3 separate regions of the Mus musculus genome follow, and regions 1 and 2 are each linked to region 3. A link is a contact called in public Hi-C data. All regions are on one chromosome and are shown on one strand. Each heading gives the region's core, a stretch centred on a gene start, on an enhancer-like site or on the middle of the called end of the contact. The rest is flanking DNA. Distances are from core to core; before and after follow the strand shown. Region 1 overlaps Pak7 (p21 (RAC1) activated kinase 7). Region 2 overlaps Pak7 (p21 (RAC1) activated kinase 7). Region 3 holds the start of Pak7 (p21 (RAC1) activated kinase 7).

Region 1 (3,871 bases), core at 916-3,415, 86 kb after region 3:
CTTTTGCCCAGAAATTCCTTCAGTTGAATCGAATGCTAAAGAAAAATACTCTGAAAACCTGGCTTCGGAAGAGAACAGGGCTGATTCCTCTTTTAATCTTGTTTACCTGATGCTGAAAGTTTCTACACGGCTCATCCACAGGGAAACTAAACAGCCCATTCCCCAAGAGTCCTCACACATAGCAGCATAGAAACCAAAACTTCCAATTGTGAATAATAGGAAAGCAAAGAACGACCTTAAGGACCTTATCTAACAGGGATCCAAATAAACCCAGTCAAAGCATCTGAACTGCAGCCCTGAGGGGTCCTGGAACCTCTAAGGAGGCTCCGTAAAACCCCATTCTTTTGTACTAGAACACACTTTTGCTTAGGAAGAGCTAGCCAGCACTATCTCCAAGTGTAACTAGAGATGGTTCAGATAAAACTGTTACAGGAAGTTGGTGTCTAGTCTGGGTCGTTCCAGACTCTTCTTGTCATACTCAGAGAGTTAATGTAAAGGTACACACAGATTACAAATTAGCAAGGAGACTTTATTCAAAATCAAACTGACAGTATGGGTCAGATACACTGTCAAGAGTGACAGTGGGAGTTTGAGTTAAGAATAGGGCTCCAAATTTCCATCCATGTCTTTCTTTGTGGAGTCCAAGACAGGGAGGAGTTTTGTTGTTACCAGGGAAGAATATGGAAATTTCTCTACTTTGATTGGCAGATTTCAATAGTAGGGTTTTTTTTTTTCTATTTTGTATCTCCCTTCCCACGATGTATGTGATCGCATAAACATAATGTTGTAAACCCTTAAAAGTTCACTTAGAGGTTACAACCTTACTGTTCATGTGTCTAAAACCAAGACAAGACAGATGGGCTGATTGGATATAGTTCTTAAGTATGTTTAAATGAAAATGGAGCATTATCAAAGAGGCAAGGAGAGTAACTTACTCCATCATTCAGAAGTAGGGTATATATGGAGATCAATATAAGTTGGGTGTCCCAGGTTGCTAAGTACATTATTAGGAGACAGATGTGTGCATAACCTAAGCCAAGTAGAATCACTGATTGCTAAGCTATGTCCTATGCTTTCCTGCCTCAAAATCAGCCAAATATATGTCTTTGGAATCTGTATACTTCATCAGCCACACATATTAGGGCACTTACTTAGCTAAAGTCAATTCCCCAACAGAATGTATGCCATAAATACATAATTTCCAGGTTAATTGCATGTAAAAAATCAAGGCATACCAGGTGTTAAGAGACTTAGATAAGAAGTTTCTAGGTCATCTTCCTGCTGATGAATCTCAACATCGAGTTTATAATGAAGTCTGTTCTTGGCAGGGCCAGAATCCCCACTGGGACATCCTAGCAAGGAGTGACTAAGTGAGAGCTTCACTGTAAATTCTCCTTTTCTCACACTTGCATAGTGCTCTACATTTGAAGAATGTTTTATTATGGTGAATACACCCAAAGATGTACCTTGGGATGCTGTTAAAGATGTACCATTCAGAAACCAGGTATAGAGATAAATCAAGAACATACCATTTCATGATAGACCCACCTGTGTGTACGCACATGAGAGAGAGAGAGAGAGAGAGAGAGAGAGAGGGAGAGGGAGAGGGAGAGGGAGAGGGAGAGGGAGAGGGAGAGGGAGAGGGAGAGGGAGAGGGAGAGGGAGAGGGAGAGGGAGAGGGAGAGAGAGAGAGAGAGAGAGAGAGAGAACTGCGTGTTTTAAAGAGCAGCACTCTAAAACAAACAACAGAAATGAGAGACAACCTGTGTAACAGCAAGTGCTTTGGGAAAAGTCGTCTGTTTAAGCAGAACTTGATCTATTTGCTTAAGTTAAAGACCTGTCTGAGAGTTTATCTGGGAGAATCATCATCAATGTGTGTAATTTATTTATGGGATATCTGGATGCCTTTACCACACAAGATTTAAAAAAATTAAAATCTACATCTATCGACTGACTCAATAGAACAACACCACTTTTGTTTTTATTTTTGAATGCATCTTCCTGAGTTTCAATAGTAACCTTTGCTACAGAGGCAATAATAAGAGTAAGATGATTTTCCTTCCAATTGATTTGGCTTTTCCATGAAAGAAATACTGTACACTTGGCACCTAGCATGTATTGTGCCATCTGTCTGCTGGTTCCCTTGCTGTGAACAGATTCACAGTAGCATGTGGGTGGGGGAGGATCCTTTTTAGACTCTTTCCTAAGAAGGTCAACTCTATGTGGCACTGGCTGTCTTTGAGTGATAGAGAACAGAAAATACATTGCTTTATTCAGCTTTCCATGCCTTATGCTTTAAGAAGTTGTGCATGTGGTAGGACCATTGCTGGTCTCCAATGTCTCTTTACATCTTTCTAAGGTAGGATTTAAAGTGAGAACAAAATACAGGGACCCTAAGTAACAACTTGTCAATATCAATGGTTTGCAAAGTCCTGAATTAGAGAAAGAAAAGAGGGAGGGTAGTTTTTTCTGCTTGTTTACTGAGATTCCATTTATTGTTACTAATAGAAACTAGTGAAGAATGGATTTTGTTTAAAGCCCCTTAAGTTTCAACTAGTTCCCCTATTATGTCCCCTGAAGACCATCATGTGGTACCAATCCTCAATTGATAGGTGAAAACTTTAAGGATAAGAGATGTTAAGCAATTTGCCATGATTTTTCAGGAGAATGAAGGCTATAGATCATTTCTCTTACTGTTAACCATGATAGACATGCTTAAATTCCTACAGGTACTGTAGGAATAACATGTAAGTGGAATTGGTTTCTTTTTCTTGTATACTGCAAGACCACTCCATACCTGTGTCCTGTGGCCCTGGCATCTTCACTTTTCTGGCTTCTCCACTCCAGGGGTCACTCAGGACTTCTCTATAGGAATTCAAATTTTGGTACACAGTGACTGGTCTTAGATGTTTTCCACGAACTCATCAATCTTGGGTTCCACATGGACAAAATTTATAAGACCACAGAGCTTTGCTAACTGGAGATGTAGCCAAGTTCTCTTGGACCACAGCTATATCCACTTCTGTATGTTGACCCTAAGGAAATACTTTCCAAGGCAATTGCTTTCAAGAATCAGGGAATCCTTTCACCCTAGGCTTTCTTCCTTTAAATGAATTTAGATAATCACAATATGTTGCCTGAAATGGGTGGGGTCTTCTCCTTAAGTAATCCCTCTACTGTCACATAGACATGTGAGTTCTCTACTACAGGACTGATCATTTTACCAACTATAGCTGCCTCTTTAGCACCATCCTGAATACTGCCTCACCTTGAAATTTCTCCAGTCAAACAAATCAATATATATCTTTCAAAGTTACAAATCAGTACATCTCTTTCAAATATAATATCACTCAAACTCTCAGGACATAAGCAGAATACAGCTAGGTTCTTGTACAAAGTTTTACACTAGTGGCCCCTAGTCCAATTACTGATAGAGTCCTTATTACCCTCTGAAGCCTTATTAGCTGGGCCTTCATCATACACATTTCTTATGGTCTCCACTAGAAGAGCCCATTAAGCTTTGCTTCAAACATAGTATTTCTTGGCAATATATCCACAAAACAATTCCAGCCACAAAACAATTCAAGTGGCATAAGAAATACATAGTTCGGTTTATCACAATTTTTGTCTTAATTTTATTTCTAGCTTCTGTGGCCAAAACACTCTGACAAAGGTAACTTATGAGAGATAAGGTTTATTTCAGCTCAGAGTTTAAGAGCATAGTCCAAAAGTCAAGACTTCAGGAACTTGAAACAGCTAGTCATATTCATAGTCAAGAAGAGAGAAAGAACAAATGCATGCACACTAAGTGCATTCTCCACCCTCATCCTTCTTCTTTTATCTAGTTTAGGATTCCAAATCCAGGGGATGG
Region 2 (4,083 bases), core at 635-3,134, 110 kb after region 3:
TTTTGTGCTATGGTAGTGATTATTTGTCTTGATTTTGTTGTATAAAAAGAATTCTGGTAACTGTTGCTTGTTCACAGTGCAAATGTTGTGTCAAAAGTGCCAGAGTCACTCTAATGTGGCTTAACAAAGTTTGGATTTTCCCTGGGCACAGATATGTCCAATATCTAGGTTGGTTGCTTGTCAGAGTAAGAGGGGGGAGGGGGAGATTTTTTTATACTCCAATACAATTTCACACACACACACAACCCTGAATTCAATCTAAATCCGTGGTTCTCAAGTTGTGGGGCCTGACTTCTTTGGAGGGTCATACATTGGATATTTACATTACAATTCATAAGGGTATCAAAACTACAGTTATGAAGTAGCAAAGAAATAATTTTATGGTTGGAGTTCACCACAACGTGAACATAACTGTTAGAGGACCTCAGTCTTAAGAAGGCTGAGAACCTCTGATCTAAGAACCCTCAGGATATGCTGTCGAACCCCGTCTGATCATGATCAGAAAGATAACCATGAACATTGCTGGATGACCGTCTGTCTGCTCTTCATAGCTCTCCCTCTGTCTACCTCTCCATACCGCCATTCTCTCACTTTATCCAATGTCTCAGGGTATGCAAGCCTAGGTCATATTACCTATTCTCCATGCTCTTCTATTATGAGTGATGAAAGAATCTTCAGGCTCTAGAGACATTATCATCAGGTTTTGAGGGAACCAATTTCCATTTTCTATGTCAGATAAACTTAAATTACTAAGCATGAAACACTTAAGAATTAAAATACCTTTATAAACCTAATATTGTATGGCACTTTAGATGATCTTATACATACACAATATCACTTAGTTCTCTGAAATATATGAGTGCTGACATTACCTTGGGTTTATATTGAGGAAGTCCACATCCAGAAGAGTGCAGCCAGAAAAGTTAAAAAAAAATCAAGTTCAGCTCAATGGACCTGAAACATGGGGCACCCAGTACACAAAAACGTTAGTGCTCTTCCACCAGACCAGAAGAAAAAGTTGATTCAAACCTGATCATTTGGATTCTCTGTATAAAGAATATTACTCCAAAAATCCCTATTGTTAGTGTTCTGCAAGATAAAAAGAATGTTTACATGAGAATATGCAGTTCCTAGCCCTTGAAAAAACATAATCCTTCTACTGTCCCAGAGGAATGAAGAGGACAAATGTCCAAGCAGGGGGTTATTCTGTAGAAAAAGGTGAATGTGCCTTAAAAAAAAAGACCTTCATTATTTCATGAAAACAAAAACAGAAAATAGTTCTTGGTGCAAATTTGAGGTAATCCAGGTGCAGTGTGGGCTCTGAGAAGTTTCCCTGGAGAGGTTTTGCTCTGCAGGTGCACAAATAATTATGACAAAAACAAAACGTGTACCCATATGCCACAGTTTCCAAGCTATGAATGAAAGAAAATCCCTATCTGAGTGAACTTTGTTTTCAACCCCACTCCAAAGTTATTTAGTGAAATGGTTAGTGTTTCTGTGGTGTTTCTTTCTCTGTCTCTGTCTCTGTCTCTGTCTCTCTGTCTCTCTCTCTCTGCCTCTCTCTCCCTCTTTCCTGAAAGTATAGCACACCTCCTTCAATCAGAGAGGAAAGATGACAGGATGCTGGGTTCTGGTTATAAATATTTCATTGTACGCAGAGAGGAAGATCACAGAGGGGCAGATGAGTTGAGTAGCTGGGAAGCAAATGTGATGTTGTTTACAGATCCTCAGAGGAGAAGCATAGAAAACTGCCCCTGCAAATACCTAATAAAAAATGGAAAAAAAAAAAAAAGAAAACTGCCCCTGCCAGCCTGCTGTCTGCTGGGCTTTTACACTGCCAAACCTGGTCATGAAACCCTTTGTGAACCTCCTGGCAGGGGAATGCTTCCAGGTGAGCTGGGGAACACAGCATCTGAGAAGGCTAACATAGCCACATTGGGGAGTACAGTGAGAGTGGCTGTATGGTGCAGAATATGTATTTTGAGAAGGATGCTCTGTAGTAATTTCATTTAGAAAGGTTGTACCTTCATGAAAACAACAGTTGAAAAACATAAACGAAGTGTTAGGTTGATTATGTGAAGCCATTTTTGTTTTCGCCCTTCTCCCCAAAGCCTCCAGGTTGTTAGAAAACTTCAAGTCACTGGATTTAACATCTTTTACGATTACTAAACATTTTATTCCACATAATAGCACAGATATCATATATCAAGTCCTCCATTCTCAATATTGCATCTCTGCAAACTAAAGAGGATGGGGTAAAAGGTACCTGATGCAGCAGACATTATCAGATTTCAGACTTAGAGAGACCTATGCTGGCCAAACCCCTTAAAACCCATCTGCCCAGGTGTGGCTATCCATCAGTGGGAGAAGACAGGCAAGGGGTGGCTGTAACTGTGTGGGCTATACAGTTGATGGAGTAGCTTGGCTCTGTTTTATGTAAGGTAGAATTTTGAATTCTTTTTGTTTTTTTTTTTTTTTTTTGGTTTTGGTTTTGGTTTTGGTTTTGGATTTTCGAGACAGGGTTTCTCTGTACAGCCCTGGCTGTCCTGGAACTCACTTTGTAGACCAGGCTGGCCTCGAACTCAGAAATCCGCCTGCCTCTGCCTCCTGAGTGCTGGGATTAAAGGTGTGCACCACCACGCCTGGCTGAATTTTGAAAATTTTAATAACTTAACCTACATGTTTATATCTGAGTCATCATTTTAATGACTTTTTGTGCTTCCAAAAATATAATGCACAAAGTTCTGTGTATCCAATATTGAAAACTCAGATTTTCGGAGAATCTATGAGAAAGGAATTTTCTGTTCACACACAGACACTACAACCACAGAGATATCTATGTCCTCACATAGGTGAGCTGTGACTTTTTTCCTTTCTATTCATTTCTTATTTTATTTTAAATCCCCACTACCTAGCTGGGACTTATTAATTTTTTTGTTCTTGATTGATAAGTCACTGGCTTGTTTGCTTGTTTCTTCCTTTCTTCCTTTCTTTCTTCCTTTCTTTCTTCCTTCTTTCTTTCTTTCTTTCTTTCTTTCTTTCTTTCTTTTGCTTGTTTCTTCCTTCCTTCCTTCCTTCCTCCCTCCCTCCCTTCCTTCCTTCCTTTCTTCCTTCCTTCCTTCATTTTCTTCCTCCTCCTCTTCCTCCTCCTTCTTTTTTTGGGGGATCTAAATTCATTGATTAAAAGGCTATGTGGACTAATTTATATATACTACTGAAAACATGAGCTAACTTACCCTTTTTTATTTCCCAAAGGCCAGTGGTCACTTCCATTTTATCCCATAAACCACTACATATTCCAGAAAGTCACACCTTGTCTTCATTTTTTGAATAAGTCAATGAACAAGGGAATAATCCACCACATCAGGTGATTCAGCTAGTACAAGAAGGAGCCTGAGCCAACCCCTTACTGAAGCGGAGACATGCTCACATTGAAGTCAATTGGCATCATGACCTTCTATTAAGTCAGATACTTTCTAGTGTCTTTCTAGTTCAGAACTGAATCAAAAGTTTTACGTTTGTAAAACACGTCAAATTGTCTTTTGTTATATGTCATACCTACATGACTCAGTTACTCATACAGAAAAAAGGATATCACAAGACTAAAAGTAATTATGTCTACTTGTATTTTAGCCAATTTTGAATTATCCAAATAAAGCATTAGGGCCTTTTAGGACCCTCTTCCTAGGATGTCTTATTTAGACAAGATTTTACTGATAGCAAATCCTGCTGTTCTTCCCAAGGATCATTTACCACACAGAATTTGCTTTGGAGTTGACAGTTTTATCAGACAATTGTTTACCATAAAATTCAAATAAATCAAGGTTAAATCCAATCATTTTAAAGTGCAGAGAAGTAAACCAACTGGACAGTCTTTGCAACAGCTTTAGAAAACAAACCCATATTTTAAGAGAGTTGTAAATGATTTTAATCGAAATAGAAATTGGTAAAGTGTGATTTTTTTGCATATGTCTCAAAATATCTGACTTTTTTCAAAATAAATTATTTCTGCTATGTACGTACATTATTTGTCCTAGTTCATTGGTGTGTGTGTGTGTGTGTGTGTGTGTGTGTGTGTGAGAG
Region 3 (4,408 bases), core at 270-2,769:
TAGAAAATATTATGCCAATGGCCATGGGACAGCAATCCAGTTGGTGAGAGGTGAGGTAGGGCTATTTGAGCAGTTTCAAGCATTGATAAATTTATTGACTTTAGTCATATGAATGGGAAAAATAGGATTTGATAGGCCAAGATACATATGTCCTTCACACTTAGAAACATCAGTGGAGAACAGTGACCATCTATCTGTTCTGTGATCTATTTTTTAAAGATTTATTTTTATGTGTATATATGTGTCTGGATGCTTCTTTGTGTACCAGGTGGAAAAAGGCACCACTGATACCAGAGGAGTGTGTGAGATCCACTGGAGTCAGAGTCACGTACAGCTCGGACCCACCCTATACAACTGAACCTGGGACCTCTGGATGGGCAACATGAGTTCTTAACAGCTGTGGCAATATCTTTAGCACCAGCTCCTGCCATGATTCTGTTTTGATATATAAGTTACTTCAGTGAAAGTAGTGTGTGAACAGATAAGCCACGGGGACAGGAGATGATAAGCATCTACTATTCACTAGCAAACTGGCCCTGTTTTATAACCGACTTATTCAGTTATAGGATCAGACACTATATTCTCATAAGGACAATCTAGAGATCTCTGAGGATGAAGAAGGATGTGGCTCTCTCAAAACCAAGATTAAAGTCTCTTGGTTGGTTTTGTGAATTGATTGGTTTCATGTGGGCAGTGACTAATCTCAATATTACCGATACCTCCTGTGGTCTTTTGCTCTCAAAAGACCAGTCAGTCTCAACTGTCAAGCCCAGCCTTGACATTACATCGAACCTCTCAGGTTTTGTCCCAGGCTCAGAGAAGACAGGTAGACAGTCAGGATAGACTGGTTCAGGCTTGAATTGGACAACAGGTCAACAACAGGTCAACTGACTGAGCACGAGTTTCCTAGTCTCAAGTATCAAAGCGATTGTGAATTGATCCAAGAGCCCATCGTCTCCGAAACTCCTAATTCTAGATCAAACTAATGGTTTTATGCTGTCTTCAGTGTGTGCCCTACAAAGCCTCTTTCCAGGAAAGGCATGACATCCCAGGGGACATCCTCCCTTGAACCGCTGCTATCATCAAAAGCTGAAGGTAACTCCTTAGGCTGATAAGTCCATTGCTGATTAAAGACTCCATGACCAATTAGAGGTTATAGAAGATGTTTCTGGATTCTTGCACCTCCTGACCTTTCAGAGGACCAGCCGAATGGCACGGGGACTTTCAGGACCAGGCAGTTGAATCCAAATCTGTATTTTAAATCAAAGGCTCATTAAAGTTTGCGAAGCACAGGACCAGGTGATGCTAAAGAGACTAGCTAGCATACTGATGTAGTGCGGCTTTGCAAAGGTCCTATAGAAAATTTGGACAAACTGGGATGTTCAGGGAGGGGTATGCGGGAGTAGCCCGCAGGGGGATGGTAGAAGGAAAGTGTGATCCGATTGGCTGTTTTCTCCAGCTCGGGCGTGCAGACACTCCCTCCACACTCCCCCTTTCACCCCCCTCAATTGCTACAGCTTTCCTACAGCGGGCTGCTCCTAAAACCCGGAGCAGCTGAGTGGTCTCAGCGGACAGTCCTCCTAGGGGCGAAGCCAGGCGGCTTGGGCATGCTCAGTAGCTGGGAGAGGTTTGGGAGGAGAGTAAAAAGCTTTGACTCTGCCCCCACCCCCTCCTCTAGCCCCCGCCCCCCTTGCCCCTTCCCAGCCGTAGTAGTTCCCTGGCGTGCGCCCGTGGAGAGCAGGAACATGGCGCTTGGAGCGATATAACAGATGTAGCAGCAGCGGAGAAGCAGATGAGGTACCGCGACTTCTCTGCTGACAGCCAGCCACCAGGTAGGCAGGAGCACCGGGCAGGTCGGCTTATGGGTAGCGGCTCCAGAAGGGGCGCTTGCCAAGATGCGCACGGTTGCTACACCGGGCATCTGGCTTTGCCTAGAGAGGATGCGAAAGGAGACCTCTATGACAGCACAATTGATTGTGCATCTCCTAGGAGATGCCAAAGGCTGGGGACCTCTGAGAATGGGCAAGGGATCCAGGGTCCGCCCACTCCCCAACCCCCAATCTTTGCGATATCATCCAGCTTGGGCTCTTCACCGGTCAAATAAAGGATAGCGCTCTTATGCTAGGATGGAGGGCGTAGGAGATCACCCTGGATGCCAGCTCTAGGAGTCTGCTGGTACCCCGAAAGGCTAGCAAGCCCAGCAGCAGTTCTTTGTGTATGCACTCGCGCACGCCCTGCCGGTGATACGACAGTGCCTGCTGCTCCCAGGGAGTGCTGGATGCATTGCCAGGGCAGGGTTCCCATATGGTTTTTGTCTTTTAGCAGGTGTGGACCACCAGATGCAATAGCGGAACCTTTATGGGACTGTGTTTTCCTTTGTTGTTTGTCTCTGTTCGCTTAGTGGGTTGCAATGGATTGGGAAAGAACTTCTGCTTGTGAACATTGGTGGACAGAATGTGGAAGAGAATATCACTTCCAAACTCTGGTTAAAATTCTGTACAATGTCAGTCTCCTAGAGGATAAACTTGGAAAGTCTCAGGACTGTCAAGTGTCCAGTTTAGGGCACAAATGTGAGCATCCGTTTTGAAACCGAGTGTGTCTGGAGCTTTCCATTGTGATAGGGTAGAAGTTAATTTGCCAGCATTCATATCTCAATTAAGGGAGCCCTAACCTTTCAAAGAACTGAACAGATCTTTTAAATATTAGAGTAGTAAAGAAAAAAATGTCTTGGCCAATAATTGATAACGACTTGGAAAACTGGATACACTTCTGGGGAAATAGGTACTTCACAAAACATCAGAGACCCTCTTGTGGCATTTGGTGTAAAGGCAGCATCTTTAATTTACAGATGGACACATTACTCCCTGAAGAAGTCCCTCCTACACAAGCCTTCTTAAAGTTGACATTCTGCAACAACAGATGTGACACCTTACAGTTGTATCTGTTATGATTAGCAGCATAGCCCCCTGAGAGGGAGGAAAGGTAAATTTAGAACACACCTTCATCCCCTGTTTTATCTTTTCAGGCTGGGCATCTGTCTGTGAATATGAAGTTTAGATACTTTCCTCTGCACTTACACTATTTATTCTTATGATCTCCTTAGGTGGCAAGAATGAGTCAGTATTGTGATAATGAAACAGAGACTGCAGGAGGGAAATGAATTTAAGTAGAGTAAAGCTATAAGTGTCCAATCTGATAACACCTTGACTTTGAATACACGTGTGCAAAGCAGAACTTCTAATGAAAGCTGTAGAAGCTAATGGCAAGTTCATTGACAATACTTGTAGTAGAATAAACTTCGTGTTCCTCTGTGAATAAGAGATTGATTGTACTCAGTCCTTGCAACTTATCATTTAATTAACAAACGTGAGTTTTGATTGTAGGCATTGAAAGCCGAGGTTGCCAATGCCTTTCCTACATCCTCAGAATATGCTGCAATGGACAGGCACCAGAGACAGATGTTCTGGAATACAGTGTCATTTTAGTGATGAGATAAAGCTAAATTTGAACTCTGGTTCCTCCGTATTTAGGTGTGGGATTTTGTGGAAGTGATTTAATGTATCAGCAACAAAGACTTGTGATTCACAAAGCAAAGCCCACATAAATGGATAGATGTAGACATTAATAATAATACAAAGAAACTGGGCATGGGGAAATCTCTTTGAGAAGGACATGTATGTGTTTGGAACCCATGTTATATGTATTTGCTATGCAAGTCAAATTCAATTTACTTTTACTGAAATACTCCAAATTGTTTTATTTCTTAGCACTGACATAGCCATACACCCCCAACTTGGTAGCTTAAAGAAGTAGAAATTTATTGATGCAGATCTGGGTATTTTCTGTCTAATATCTCAGTGTTAGCATGGCAATCCTCTGATGCTCTTAGGAGAAGGTGATTCTTATAGTCTTAGACATACCTTACCCCAATCACGTTATTCTGTTTCTACCTTCATGTCCATGTGTTCTCCTCTCTGTGTCTGTTCTCCTGTCCATGTTTCAGTCTTTATGTAAGGACACTGTTCCTATATCATTTAGAGCTAACTATAGCCTTGTCTTAATTCAATTACAACTGCAAAGATCAGACTTGTAAAGTAGGTCACATGGACAAGTTCAGGGTTGTCATTGAGTTTAGGGGAGAGAAAATTTAACTTACTTTACTAACTTTTCTAATAACAATGATAGGATCAATACTATGCCATCAAGTTTCAGAATATGAAGAATAGTATGGGTTCAAAAACCCTGCTGGCATGGGATATTTAATGTAACTAACTTATCTGAATTTTGTGTTCCCAAGTGTGACAGTGAAGGGAAGGGTGATAGACACGTCACCATGAGTCACTTACATGAAAACTGAAACAAAGTGGGACTTAGGCTTTCTATACGTGCTGAGGAATTTCATACGTCT

Evidence for each region. A called contact is a pair of places that touch in the nucleus more often than the background predicts.
Region 1: a contact with region 3 is called in a Hi-C map of cerebellar granule neurons, with 2.3 times the contacts expected there. The contact joins the enhancer-like site here to the promoter of Pak7 in region 3. A contact is called at or near these places in 3 of 39 promoter capture datasets (3T3-L1-derived adipocytes, hippocampal neurons and trophoblast stem cells), 9 of 484 Hi-C or Micro-C datasets (brain, cerebellar granule neurons, cerebellum and 6 more), 1 of 115 datasets of contacts at active chromatin or transcription factors (neural progenitor cells) and 1 of 9 other capture datasets (pancreatic islet).
Region 2: a Hi-C map of cerebellar granule neurons shows a contact between it and region 3, with 2.2 times the contacts expected there. The contact joins the enhancer-like site here to the promoter of Pak7 in region 3. A contact is called at or near these places in 4 of 39 promoter capture datasets (the 3T3-L1 cell line, 3T3-L1-derived adipocytes, hippocampal neurons and 1 more), 2 of 484 Hi-C or Micro-C datasets (cerebellar granule neurons and cortical neurons) and 1 of 9 other capture datasets (pancreatic islet).

What each region holds. Positions count from the first base shown.
Region 1 is chr2:136,299,890-136,303,760 of GRCm38.p6, reverse strand. The region is part of intron 1 of Pak7 (p21 (RAC1) activated kinase 7); the gene reads left to right. Among named protein-coding and RNA genes, the nearest start is that of Pak7, 86 kb to the left of the region's middle. Within about 2 kb of position 2,165, at least 9 of the 459 cell types and tissues checked have an H3K27ac peak or open chromatin away from gene starts, as enhancers often do. A contact at or near this core is called in cerebellar granule neurons, cerebellum and olfactory sensory neurons, where this site is marked.
Region 2 is chr2:136,280,037-136,284,119 of GRCm38.p6, reverse strand. All of the region lies in intron 1 of Pak7 (p21 (RAC1) activated kinase 7), which reads left to right. Among named protein-coding and RNA genes, the nearest start is that of Gm39942, 100 kb to the right of the region's middle. Within about 2 kb of position 1,884, at least 2 of the 459 cell types and tissues checked have an H3K27ac peak or open chromatin away from gene starts, as enhancers often do. A contact at or near this core is called in cerebellar granule neurons, where this site is marked.
Region 3 is chr2:136,385,078-136,389,485 of GRCm38.p6, reverse strand. It overlaps Pak7 (p21 (RAC1) activated kinase 7), which reads left to right and starts at 1,519. Exons shown (of 10, transcript NM_172858.2): 1 at 1,519-1,832.